2 separate regions of the Pan troglodytes genome follow, and region 1 is linked to region 2. Evidence: chromatin contacts called from public HiChIP or PLAC-seq data. All regions are on one chromosome and are shown on one strand. The core of a region is the stretch at or near the end of the contact, and the rest is flanking DNA. Distances in the headings are between cores, read along the strand shown.

The links. HiChIP or PLAC-seq counts read pairs in DNA pulled down with a chosen protein or histone mark.
Region 1: an H3K4me3 HiChIP or PLAC-seq map of stem cell-derived excitatory neurons shows a contact between it and region 2, with 2.6 times the contacts expected there. The contact joins the promoter of LGR4 here to the promoter of CCDC34 in region 2. A contact is called at or near these places in 1 of 7 Hi-C or Micro-C datasets (stem cell-derived neural progenitor cells) and 1 of 1 datasets of contacts at active chromatin or transcription factors (stem cell-derived excitatory neurons).

The regions. Positions count from the first base shown.
Region 1 is chr9:31,470,588-31,477,731 of NHGRI_mPanTro3-v2.0_pri, reverse strand. It overlaps LGR4 (leucine rich repeat containing G protein-coupled receptor 4), which reads left to right and starts at 1,865. Exons shown (of 17, transcript XM_016920596.4): 1 at 1,865-2,049. The coding sequence starts at 1,865.
Region 2 is chr9:31,361,110-31,367,809 of NHGRI_mPanTro3-v2.0_pri, reverse strand. It overlaps CCDC34 (coiled-coil domain containing 34), which reads left to right and starts at 1,341. Exons shown (of 8, transcript XM_063783950.1): 1 at 1,341-1,768. The coding sequence starts at 1,428.

The sequences.
Region 1 (7,144 bases), core at 616-3,115, 110 kb before region 2:
TGTCCTAAGTTTTATTTACATACGATGGCTAGTCAACTTTATATGATAATTATTTTTAAATCCTGCTTTTTTTTTTTTTTTTTTTTTTTTGAGACAGAGTTTTGCTCTTGTTGCCCAGGCTGGAATGCAATGGCGCGATCTCCAGCTCACCGCAACCTCCGCCTCCCGGGCTCAAACAATTCGCCTGCCTCCGCCTCCCGAGTAGCTGGGATTACAGGCATCTGCCACCACACCCGGCTAATTTTGTATTTTTAGTAGAGACGGGGTTTCTTCATGTTGGTCAGGGTGGTCTAGAACTCCCAACCTCAGGTGATCCGCCCGCCGCAGCCTCCCAAAGTGTTGGGATTACAGGCGTGAGCCACCGCGCCCGGCCGAATCCTGCTTGTTTTAATGTATTCATTAAAAATGTCTCCATTATAGAGTAAAACGACTCAACGCCATGGCAGAGAGCAAGAAACTAAGTACCTTTAAAGCCGTAGTTGGTACAGGTAATGATTCCATGGGGTCTATTAGGCCACAGGGACTCAAAATCCAGAAGAGGAGGGAATGCTGATAATTACCTAACACCAACGTTGCTGCTGGCTTCTCAGCCGTAGTCACCTCCCACTCAGATGTTTTGGAAATTGTCCAGTGTTCAGAAACATCACTTTCTCTGACCTTTTACAAAATTCCTGTGTTTCAGGATTTTAAAGTGCGTGAGAAAGGAGTCTAATTTGCAGTCACCAAAAACACCAAATACAGAGAGAGGACTGGGGAGAATGAATTGCTAAGACTTAGCTACCAAATGTGTATCAAGATAGGTGTAAAGATCCCAGGTGAAGTGAGGCACTGGAGAGGGTACACTTTTAACTTAGTGTATAGCTAAAACCCAAAGATGTGTGTCAGATCGAGGGAAACTTTTTTCCTCCTCTTCAAAATCTTTTTTCCGTTTGCAGAGCTCCAGACGTCCTCGCCCTTTGGAACAGCGGAGAGTCATTTAAAACTTAACTGAACGCTGGAGGGAAGTTCTACTTACCAGGTCATCCAATTTAGGAGATCCAATTTCTGCGGAAGGAACAAAAAGACGGGTGGGGGAGGGAAAAACTAGACCCCTTGTCCTACTATCCTTCTACCTTCAATCCACAACCTGCCAGACAAATCCAGCCAAGTCAAGATTTTGCCTTGAACCACCACCACCACCACCACAACCACCACCACCTTGTCACTCACGCCCGAGAAACACGCCCCTCTGGTCCTCCTCTTGGCCAATGGCGGCTCTCCTCTCTGCATAGTAATGAGCTCGAGACCTCCCCGGGCCAATGGCGCTCCGGGAGAAGGGATACTTTTGCATGTACCTAAGTGATTTGCATAAGCCAGCGGCCGGGGGCTTGGGAACCAGAGCGTGCAACCCTAGAAGGGAAAAGGACGGGAAGAGATTGAGCCGCGGCTGGGAGACAGCGAGCCAGAGTCTGGGTGTTTGTGCGAGAGCCACGGCGGGGGCTGGGGCGAGTGGCCGGCATGGCTGAAGGCTGCGCTCTGCAACCTTGAAGAGCCGCTGCATTGAGAGGCCAGGGACAGGGAGACCGGTGCGATGGCAGAGCGCGGCCCCCGCCGCTGCGCCGGGCCGGCCCGGCTGGCCTGAGCCGCCGGAGGAGCGGGGCTGCCTCTGCGCGTCCATGGAGCAGCGGGAAGGGCGAAACTCCGGAGCGCCGCGTCCCTGCGCCGCTGCGGCGGACTCCTGAAGGGGCCGAGCCCGCGCGGACCGCCGAGGAAGAGACCCCCGCTGCAGCCCGCAGGCCGGCTGCCCGGGGGCGGCGGGGGACATCGGAGGGCAGCGGAGCGAGCAGCGCCGCGGGAGAGGCCGGCGCGGGAGGCGGCCGCAGCAATGCCGGGCCCGCTGGGGCTGCTCTGCTTCCTCGCCCTGGGGCTGCTCGGCTCGGCCGGGCCCAGCGGCGCGGCGCCGCCTCTCTGCGCGGCGCCCTGCAGCTGCGACGGCGACCGTCGGGTGGACTGCTCCGGGAAGGGGCTGACGGCCGTGCCCGAGGGGCTCAGCGCCTTCACCCAAGCGCTGTGAGTGCGGGCGGCGGGGACGCGGGCGGGGGGCGGGGGGGGGGGGACGGGGCCCAGCGGGGGGCGCCGCGGGGCGGAGCCACGGGTCAGTCCCACCCCACCCCGCCCCGCCGCCGCCCGGGCCTGGGGAGGGGGTCCGCCGGTCACCTGCGTGCGGGCTGCCTGGCACCCACTCCTGTGCCACGGGCTTTCCGCACTTTGCTAGTCCGGGTTCGAGCCAGCAGTAGCTTTCGTTCCCAGACTTTTTGGGCACAAGCACCCTCCCACCCCACCGCGCACACCCCCAACTCACAAGTGCATCTGGGGCCAAGAAGAAGGAAGTAATCTAAAAACGCTTGCCCCTGGCAGCCTGTCCACGCGACCTTCCCTTCTCATGAGGGCCCTCGCTCAGCGGGCAGGAGTTCCGCCACTGGCGGGGCTGAGGGCGCCGAGAACTTGGCCTCAGTCTGCATACCGAGGCATGTCTCGTGGGGAAGCACCTGGAGCCTCCTGGGTTCCAGCATGTGGGGAGAAGAAACACCTGTACCTCAGTCAGGGCGAATCTCCTTCCAATTTGGCCCCATCCAGGTAGTGCGTCCCGGCACCTACCTCGGCCCAGTTCCACTCGGGACTACCCCACTAACGCCCAGGCTTCTGCAGCACGCAGGGTAGTCCGAGAAAACAAGGGAGAATTACAGGGTTCTGTTGGTGGACATGCTCTTACCCAACAAGGCCTTTTAAAGAAAGAATGCTGACCTGAGGTGCAGGATGTTGGAAGAGAAGCAAGTTCCGGAGCATATGCTCAGCCCAGGCTGCAAGGTAGCAGCAGGTTTCTAATGCACCTTCACGCAGCCAGCAGATCTTTTCTTTTGAGCTGCCTGAGATCGAGAGACACACTGAAATGTTTCAGACTTCCAAAATCGCCCTGCTAAAACGGACTTGAGAGCTTTAGACGTTCCCTTGAGAAAAGAAGAGGAATCTGAACTAGGTTGTGGAGGTGGTGGCAAAGGCCACGGATAGAGGAGGAACAGGGTAGGGTTTTTGTGTTCTTATTGCTTCTTGCGTTGGGTGGCCAGCTGAATGCTTAAATCAGGAGCAGTCGAAGAAACGTATGAGAGAGGAAGGGATCCTGAGGGGCCCTAGGGTAGAGGGAATTTCCTTTTACCTGTAGTGGAAGGGACCTCTTAGAAATAGACAGTTTTAAAGGACCCTGTGAAGAAATCTTCTTTATGCAGGCAGGAGCATTGCTGTATTTCCAGGTGGGTGGTGGCAAAGGTGTTCCGCTTGCCCTCTCAGGATGGACTTTTAGTGAGCATCGAGGCCTGTTGTCTTGGAACCTGTTTCATTCTTCTACCTTCAGCCTTCCCCTCCCCATTTGTTATTTTTCCTGTCTCAGGTTAGTTTTAGTTATGTATTTGAGGTTGTTTTTTTTTTTCAGTATAGTGAAGTTTAACTTGTCATTAAAAAAAAAGTTAACTTTGCAGTGAAGAGCATTTTGTTCATAAAGTTACATTAAGTGGGAAAGTTTGAGCAGGAATTGATTGAATCAAGAGAAAGAAGACCTGTGGAGAGGAAATGGGACTAATTTTTCCCCAAGTTCTCTAGAAACGTTTAGGGAATTCGTGCAGAAAGAAATGCAGAAAGAAGGGTCCCTTTACCTGAACCTCTTGCAAGGCTCTGCATAGAATAGAAAAGCACAGTTTTACTATTTTGACCAGTTGTAAAGACCTTGTTTAGCAGATTCCTCACATTTTAGTGAGTAGACTTGTCCTATAAGGAAACGGGCTGTTTTACATTAGTATCTAAAACCACAGAGAAATAATCACACTTTTATGAGAGCATACTCCTCTCTCCAAAGCATCTTCTGGTAGAACTCACTGAAGGTGGTGAAATGCTGTATCTTCAACTTTGGGCCTTAGAATAAGTTAGTGGTCATGGCTTAGGAAACAGAAAAATAATTGGTACCAGTCTCAATTAGAGTGCCTAAACTAGCATTATCTTAGCACTTTCTGAGCTTTGGTGGTGTGCAAATGTGTTTTATTTTCTTAGATTTGTGACCTGGAGGTAGAGTGATCGTACATTCTGGTGACTCCTTATTTCTCCTTAGTACTCATTTCACCCTCAAAAATATATATAACCACCCTCTCTAAAAGGGTTTTCAAGAACAACATATTTGCATTTTACTCATGGGGAAACTAGCTCATTCAGTGATTCTCAAAAGCAATGTATGAAGCGAGGCCAGTGCTGCAGGTTTGCACACTCCAGTCGATCATATATGGGACATGTTGCGATCACCTAGGGTCTTTTTCCAAGTACTTCCAGTCTGCTCTCCCATTGCAGCTTTACTGAGATACAGTTACACATCAGGAGACTAGTTCCGTGGTCTCTAAGCGTTTGTTCACCTATTCTTAATTGCTGGAGCATGTGAACCAAAAACCTCTGTAGTTATACAGAAAATTACAATCATGAAAGTAGAAGTTAAAAAGATGAGACTATAATTACTAATCAGAGTTCTTCATTTTCTTCTCATTGCTCAATGGCTTGTCCTGGAGTAGTGCTTTCACCTTCCCTGGGGACAGGGGTGGGGGGTGCATTTCACTTTAGAGATCCTGGGACTGACAGAGCAGTGATTTTATTTTACTCAACTTGGGATCCCCAGAGCCCGGTACATAGGAGGCACTTAAAAATGCTGGAGTGAATAAATAAGGATGCAAGGCCACACCGAGGAGCAGAACCGTGGCATGGAATTCAGACACCATTCCCACAGGGGATTTTCAGATTCATTCTCAGCACTTAGCCTTTTGTCCAGATTTGAGAAGGTCCCAGAGAGAGAATACCTGCTTCTTCTCCTTGAGGCTGGTTGAAACTTGTTCAGTCTAACAGTGTCTATTTCCTGGTGAAAGCCGCTTTACCGGAGTCTGGGGACAGCGTCAGATGTGATCCTCAGTACTGTGAATGGGATTCCTGTATTCACACCATTTGCTGCACCTGTAGCAACTATTTATGTTTTTGAACAACAGTATTCAATCTTGTGTCACAATGCACTGGCCTGTCACAATTCACCCCGAGGAGTGTTCAAGGCAGTAATCTTACTAATATTAAAATTCCGAAGTTTAATCAGAAGGATTCAAGGTTATTACTGTATTTGTGCTAATAACTCAATCACCTACATTCCAAGATTGGGAGAAGAGATGAAGTCATGGGGAGGGGAATGTGTATGTGAGTCCTCTGGTTTGTGTGTTATTGCTACGGTGTTTGAGAAACGTAGACCTCGAGCACAAATTTGCACGTCCTAGGTTATGTTTGGCACATAGTTTTAAGATTAGCAAGGCTATTTCTGTGACTTCGTGAAGAAAGTGGTGGACCTGAGTCCTTGATCATAGCTTTACTATGCCACTGAGTAATTGAATGGCCTTGGGCAAGTCATTCACTTTTTTTTTTTTCTCGTGACAATTTCCTCATCTGAAAAGTGAAGCAACTGGATTCACTTGATCACCTCTAAGGCTGCTGCTTACTTCCAGAAGTTCTATGATTTTATATTTTTTACACCATTTTAGTATGGCAAGGTGACAATAAGGTTATGATCCTCTCATAAAAATATCCCAGGAGTAGCAGAATATCCTTTTAGTTGAACTCACACCACCCTCTTTATTACTTGGAGGAGTTCTTTGTGTTTAGAAGTGTGTGTTAGGAAATTTGCCATGGAGACTTGTTGCAGAATGCATGACTAGCTAAGGCACTTTGCTAGGGTAGAATAGCCCTGGTTGTTTCCTGTGGGTATGGCTTAACACTTGGAAAATAAAATCACTCTGTTTCAGTAATTTGGATACTGTACAAAAAGTTACTCAACATCCTCACTTCCATATAATTAGTCATAATCTCTCAAACCTTCACAGTGTATGTATCCTGTACATGAGCAGGTTGTTGAGCTTTTTATTTAGAATTGAGTTACCTGAAGGACTTTAAAGTGTTTTTAAAGAATCTCCTTTTGGAAAGATCATCTCAGATTCTTCCCTAAGGTGTATTTTTTTTCCCACTACTCCAAGCACCTTTCTTCTTTTACTAATACCGTTTGAAAGTACTTTTTAACGTATTCTCTGATATCTACTGTGTATTTCTTGGCAGGTCAGGTCAGTAATCAGTGGCTACATGTTTGTATTTATTGATGATAGAGTTTTGTTATCTTTTGATTTCTGAATTACAGAAATCAATTGTTGGCTTAGTTTGTGTTGTGTGTCTTTCTAGAGATGCATTAGTTTTATATACAAGTGAACTTTGTTCAAAACAAGAACGATGTATGAATATCTTTAAGTATAGGTCCTTTATTTTCCAAACTAGTGAACCATGGGTTCTCTTTAAATAAAAGCGAGGAAAAAATATTCTGCCAGGCATAGGGAGTGCTGGGTTCCAGATCTGTCAATAATTCACAGGAGTGACCTTGAATGAGTCATATTCTTAACCCTTCAGGACCTTATTTTCCTCATCTGTAAATCTGTAAAACAAGTCAACAACTCTGAACTGCCAAAAGTGTTTTTTATTGTTGTTCTCTATTTAATTTGATTTTTTTTTTTTTTTTTTTTTTGAGACGGACTCTTGCGCTGTTGCCCAGGCTGGAGTGCAGTGGCACGACCTCGGCTCACTGCAACCTCCACCTCCCAGGTTCAAGCAATTCTCTGTCTCAGCCTCCCGAGTAGCTGGGATTACAGGCACCCGCCACCATGCCTGGCTAATTTTTTTGTATCTTTAGTAGAGTCGGGGTTTTACCATCTTGGCCAGGCTGGTCTTGAATTCCTGACCTCGTGGTCCACCTGCCTCGGCCTCCCAAAGTGCTGGGATTACAGGTATAAGCCATCGTGCCCCGCCTTATTTTGATTTTTATACGTTCCTTGGGTCCTCTCTATTGTGTTAAATGAAGTATAGGTGTCTAAACTGTAGAATCTCTCACCCACCCAGGAGACTCTTCCAGTTGTCCAGTTCACCTGGAATATTTCCATTGCATGGGGAACTCATGCCTCACAGGCAAAAGTGTACTGGATATGATCTGAGCAATTCTTAAGACTTGAGGCCAGGTGTGGTGGCTCACGCCTGTAATCTCAACACTTTGGGAGGCCAAAGT
Region 2 (6,700 bases), core at 92-2,591:
GTGTTAGGAATGGAAAACCTATCAAGTACCAAGAAAACCACTGATTCCAGGTCCCTTTCATACTAGTGTTTTTCCCACTACAGTTATGTTTGGTTATATCTATTGGAAAACAGCTTCTCAAGCTTACCTCTTTATGAGGCCCTAAGGCAGCTCAGTGCCTTTCGATGTTACTGATTCTAGAGATGTTCTGATAAAAGGTTTTTAAATGCCAATATTGAATAACTAGGGTCGAGAACGAAAACTCCATTAGGTCAGTTTTATTCCTTGATCAACTTTATTACTCATTTGGAGTGCTCCAATTTTCTTTCATTTTGTTTTCACCGAAATTTTAAAGAAAATATTCAATTTAAATAGATTTAACCATGTCATATTTTACTAATTATAGCTCTGCCTTCTGAATTGTCTTTGGTTGCTATTACTTCTACCATAGCTAATTCTCCTGTGTTAAATTTTGCAGATCTAGATTTCATCAAAGTTTTTGTATCACTCTGGTCACTAAAAAGTTTTGTGTGATGTGTTAGCCATGGTCAATTTTCGTTTATGGTATTTCTACCGGTAATATACATTATGAACTGGACAAAAGCCCTATTTATTTACAAATGTACAGTTTTGTCAGCATGAATAAAGCATCCACCTCTCCTTTACTGCCTTTATCACCATTCCCGACAGTGCCCCTAAGATCCCACATAAAATGCATATCAGCATATTTACTGAGATCATTTTTCACGACAACAGGATGAGGAACTTAAGGGCGAGACTTTTAATCATCTATCCCTTGTGCTTTACGCAGACCCTACAATACACTAGAGGCTGCAAAGAGGTCAAAAATTCACATGTGTAGACAAATTAGGTCCCTTAAGATGCCAGGCAAACGAAGTGCTACCAAAACACGCAATGACTGTCCTAAAAGTGCGTTCTGGGATACACCTGTAAACTTGGATCAAGTTCCCTCCCCTCTCCTCAAAATATATCGACTTGTGCTGAAAGAAATCACGACCGATGCTCACAATTCTGACCTCGTAATTATATAGGGGGTGGTTTTGGTTTCTGCGTCTTTCCCTGATTCAGTGGCAGGTAACATATTTCATGTACAAAATGAACTGCAACACCACGGCAAACAAGGGACAGGCCCTCAAAGTTGTCGGTAGGGAGCCAGGACCCCGCCAGTGGCGTGGGGAGACACCGTACTAAACAAGCTTGCAAACAGCAGGCACCTTCCTGCCACTGAGGAGGAAGGGCTGGCTAAGGGAGGCCGGGGCGGAGGAAGCCAAGCTCTGCAGGCCCTGACAAACTCCTCCCGGCCTCCAAGCGTCGCCATGGCAACGCGGGGTCTGTGCCGGCCGGGATTGGCCGGCCTGGCGCGCGCAGGGCCCGCTGGGAAAGCGCGTCCCCGCCGCGGCTCCGCCAGTTTGAACTTGGCGGGCCTGATGTGGGCGGCGGGGCGCTGGGGGCCTACTTTTCCCTCTTCCTACGCCGGTTTCTCTGCTGACTGCAGACCCAGGTCTCGGCCCTCCTCGGGCTCCTTCTCAGTCCCTATGACGGGCGCACGTGGGCAGGGGCTGGAGGTGGTGCGCTCGCCGTCGCCGCCGCTGCCGCTGAGCTGCAGCAATTCCACCAGGTCGCTGTTGTCTCCCCTTGGCCACCAGAGCTTCCAGTTTGACGAGGACGACGGTGACGGGGAGGATGAGGAAGACGTGGATGAAGATGCCCATGATTCAGAGGCCAAAGTGGCAAGCCTGAGAGGAATGGAGTTACAGGGGTGCGCCAGGTAAACCCGAGGCCGCCCGGCCGATTCAGCCCTTTTCAAGATTCCTTAGACTCTCTTAAGTACCCACTTCTAACATCCTCCTGCCCTCCGCCCCAAAGGCAGAGCAGGCACTTGCAGACTGAGGTGCCGTGGGTTTTTTTTGCACATAAAGAGCCCTGTGCAAATTCTTGCAAATGACCATAGATTTCCTATGGCTCTTAATCCTTTTTTCCTGAGATATTATGATTGCTGCAGTCTCACTTCCCAGAAAAATGCACATAGTCTCAAACACACAAAACTGCTACCATTTCAGGCGTTCTATGAATCCTCAAAAGCCAGATTGTGCACTGCAGAACTCTTATCCCAAACCTGAACACCAGAACGTGGTTTACTGCACCTTAGTAGTACCTGTGGTTGGTTATTCTGAAAACATACTGATTGCTAGTGAAGTAGGTTGTAGTAAACAGGTCACTTTTTATAACATAAAGTGCTGAAGCACAGAGATTAGCAATGTCAACCTCAGCATGTGGAGACGTGGTTAGATAGGATCTGAGCATGCACAGAGGAATGGATGTCATTGTATCAATGTTAGGACCAATGGGGTTATTAAAACTGTCTTAATTTGTTTATTTCTACTGTTACTCACTCAGCAAACATTGTGTGCCACATATTAGTCTACGTACTGGGGACCGTAAACAAGATACTGGTCTCTACTCTCATGAATTGAAGCCTAAATCAATCCATTTATTTTACAGATAATAAAACCATGGCTCAGAATGCAAAAAGTGACTCAAAGGCATGCACCTAGTTATTAGCAGACCTGGGTCTACTACGAAGATAGACAGATCATGTTCTCTTTCCTAAACTGCATGCGTAGTATTCGGTATATAGAAGTAGGAGCAAAGGGCCTATCCCTGAAGGAATATTTCTGAGACAGGCCCAGTAATGCAGGTCTATTCTGGGATAGACTCATTACGTTTTCTTCGGAAATCATTTACAAGTTTATGATTGTCAAGCTGTGTAAGGCACAGTACAGGAGCTCTAAGAAATACAGGCGAGAGAACTCATGCTTTATGTGTAAATAGCAAGATACCCCCTTCAGTACAGGGTGTTCATATCCAGCATGAGTGAATGGAATATGGAACCCATATGAAGTAACCCGTATACATGGTTACAGGAGTGAATTAGTTACGGATGAGAAGTAAAAGTAAGTACATTGGTGGGAATGGAGATCAGAAAGAGTAACCAAGCAAGCCACTCATCCAGGCTGGTTGTAGCAACAAGAAACAGGCCTCCTCTGATCAACCTGATAGTAAAATTTAATGGTAGAGTTAGGATTTCAGTAAATTGTTTTCATCTGGGCCTTTGTAGGTATTCTTCAGGACTGAGTTGGTCTCAAAGGTATTTAAAGTAAATTTGAAGGCTTTAGGAAATACTTTCTGAGCATAATCAACTGGACTAAGCAATCTGGACACAAGTTAGTGACCTGCGGAATAAATGACCATCGGAACTATAGCTCAGCTACTGAAACCTTGCATTAGTTTCCAAGAGCCAAAGCCCTGACTAAGTGGAGCCTGCCAGGGGAGGAGGTGAACGTATGTACGTCTCACTTATCCAAAGCCAGAATGAGCTGGTAGCACCACAGGGCTAAGGCTGCCTTCCTTATCACATTTCAGTCCCTATGAATCAAAGGAGTAGCTGGGACGTGGGTTTGAAAAGTGAATGCTGAAGTTGTCAAGCATTGTGTGTGGCAAATATCAGATGCTTATTAGGTGCTCAATAAACGTTTGCTGACTGCATGTCCATTTCCCTCTTCCTAAAGAACAGATACATGCAGTGATTATTGTCAAATGCTTCAGAAACTTAGCACTTCCTTTCAGGAAAGGTAGATTTTTAGAAAATTTCCTCATTCTTCCTCTCCATTGGTCCTAACATTCTTTGATACAATGACATCCATTCCTCTGTGCATGCTCAGATCCTATCTAACCATGTCTCCACATGCTGAGGTTGACATTGCTAATCTCTGTGCTTCAGCACTTTGTGTTATAAAAAGTGACCTGTTTACTACAACCTACTTCACTAGCAATCAGTATGTTTTCAGAATAACCAACCTTAGGTACTACTAAGGTGCAGTAAACCACGTTCTGGTGTTCAGGTTTGGGATAAGAGTTCTGGAGTCCACAATCTGGCTTTTGAGGTCAAACTGCTGACCTCTCTTTGGTGCCCTGGACAGCTTGGGGGTGACAGGATGAAGAGAGCAGGCAACCTGAGTCAGCCTTTTCATTGTTCTGGGTTTTGAGTATTCTGTGTGAAGCAGAGAGCAACCTAGAGCTGTGTGGGATTTTATGCCTTTTCTCCATGCCTCACCTATCATATTGATCTGACTGGCAAAATGAATCGGGTAAGGCTTCTTTGAGCTAGGCTCAGGCATCAGCTGCACATAATGGATATTACCTCAAGGTATTTTTGGTATAAATAGTGCCATGTTTAGAGGATGCATTGACCTTCAAGGGTATTGGTCAGAACTGAGATTAAGCTCAAAGTTAGCTTCAGACAAGATAATGAGAAGCGTTTTCCTGGAATATTTTATAATGTGCTCTGGGCCTGCTGTTTATTCAGCTTTATTCTGGTTTTTCTACCACTATCCATTAGGAAAACCATGCTGTAATAAATATCTTGTTCACAAATGGCCACTTGTCAAGCCTTTCTTGATTATAAGTAGAGCTGTAGTGTGTGCGCCACACATTTTGAACACATTTGTTATAAATATTAAGGAAGGAAATTTAATATTCAAAGTGTCATTTCTTAAAAGAAAAGCCCACTGATCTGATTGTCTTTCAACGACTGTTTCCTAGGACCCTACTATATTCTAGACCCTAAGCCAGGCTCTTGAAATAAAAAAATGAGTTGAGATATATTTTCTTTAAGGAACTCATGGCCTGTGGCAGAGATGAGCAAGTGACAGGAAGCCCAAGAGTTGTGGCTCCAGGCAGTGCTGGAGTTGAATTTTGAAGGAACAGTAGGAGTTCGTCATAAATGACTTACTAAGTACTTACTGAGTGCCTGGAACTATATTAAGTGCTTTAGCATGGATAGTTTCATGCAATTCTGCCTGTATGGTAGCCAGCCACAACTGTCATCTCCATTTTATAGACAAGAAAACAGAAGCTTAAAGAAGTTTTTTTAAAAATGTACATAGCTTAGCTGGGCGTAGTGGCGGGCGTCTGTAATCTCAGCTACTCGGGAGGCTGAGGCAGGAGAATGGTGTGAACCAGGGAGGCGGAGCTTGCAGTGAGCGGAGATCGCGCCACTGCACTCCAGCCTAGACGACAGAGGGAGACACCGTCTCAAAAAAAAGAAAAGAAAAAAGAAAAAAATGTACATAGCTAGGAAGAAGCAGATAGGATTTCACCCCAGGCTGTTTTACGCCCAAATCTAAGCTCTTAATCTGACTTTATGCGGAGGTGGAAGAAAGGAATTTCAGATTTAGGTGAAAGTTACAGGGCATGGGGCGTGGCACATTCATCAACCTGCAGGGGTTCCTAGTGAGTGAAATGTAGAGTCTGGATCAGCTGTTGGTGAAAGAAGAGGCTGGAAGATAGGCAAAGGGCTGATTCATGGGTGTCAGGCTAAGGAGTTTGGATTTTATCCTGTGGGTAAAGATGCCATTGAAGAACTTTAAGATGAGGAGTGACATGATAGAAAGATAACATTTGAGGGATGAATCTGGCAAGAGGTGTGGATAATGGTTTGAAAGGGAGAAAGGGAGGCCAGTTTTGTCCAGATGGTGGTTGTAAGGTTGGAGGAAACAAGAATGGCTTTCAAAAATGGAAAGAGGAATTAACATGACTAGGTGATCATGTGGGTATGGGAGGTGGTGGCGGGGGGCGGTCCACATGTTGACAAGGAGCAGGTGGAGTCAAAGAGCTAGGGCTTCTGGCTTGAGTAACTGGCTGGAGGGTGATAACATTCACTGACGTAGGATTGTAAGAGGAGTATACTTTCTTGGTGGGAAGGGTGGTGGGTGGATGGTAGAGGATGATTAGATTTGTTTTCAACTGATTGATATTTAAGTTGAGTTATGTATCACATGGTTGGAAATAAGGATCTGGAACTCAAGATGACGGTCTGGCCTGGAATTACTGATATAGACATCATCAGCATGTAGTGGTAGTTGAAACTACACTACAGTGGGGGCAGATGGGTTCCTTCTGCAAGACTGGGAAGGAAAGACGCATATAAGAAATAACACATCAACAGTGTCTCTTTCCCACTAGAATGCAAATTTCATAAGGGCATGAATGAATGAAGAAATAATAGTAGCAGAAAATAATGAGTAAGCTGAATCTATGAAGTAGAAAAGTTGTGCAAAGCAGTGGGTGAAGCAATTGGTGGCTATAAGCAGGAATGTGAAAGAGACAAAGAACTGAGTCTGTAATAAACTAGTCTTTAGAGCTACCTTATGTCCTGAACAACCTTGCTTTCTATGGCTGCTGATTGTTAAGCTTTTTCTCAGTTTCATGAGGCTTGTGTATCTGGCCAAGACCCTGTGTTCTTTATTTATGTATATACTTATTTCCCTGCCCCTCTTCTCTTTACCCTGAGTTGTTATTTTTCCTTACCCTCAGAAGAGACAGACTGACAGAGGTGCATGGTGGAGATGGAGACTATGGTAGGAGGTAACCAGACTAGAGAGTCATACACACCCTGTCTAAGGATTGGCAAAAGGGTGTCAACAAAAATGTTAAAGAATGTTTTGTGGCTTCTTATTTCAAAACAATTTCAAACTTATAAAAAAGGTGAAATAATATAAAGAACTTTCATTTACCCTTCACCCACAGTCCCTAATTGTTAACATGTTTGCTCTATTATTCTCTTTGTGTGCACTACATAATCTTTTTTTCCTGAACTACTTAAGGGCGGGAAAGGGAAGAGTCTGCTTCAGTATCTGAT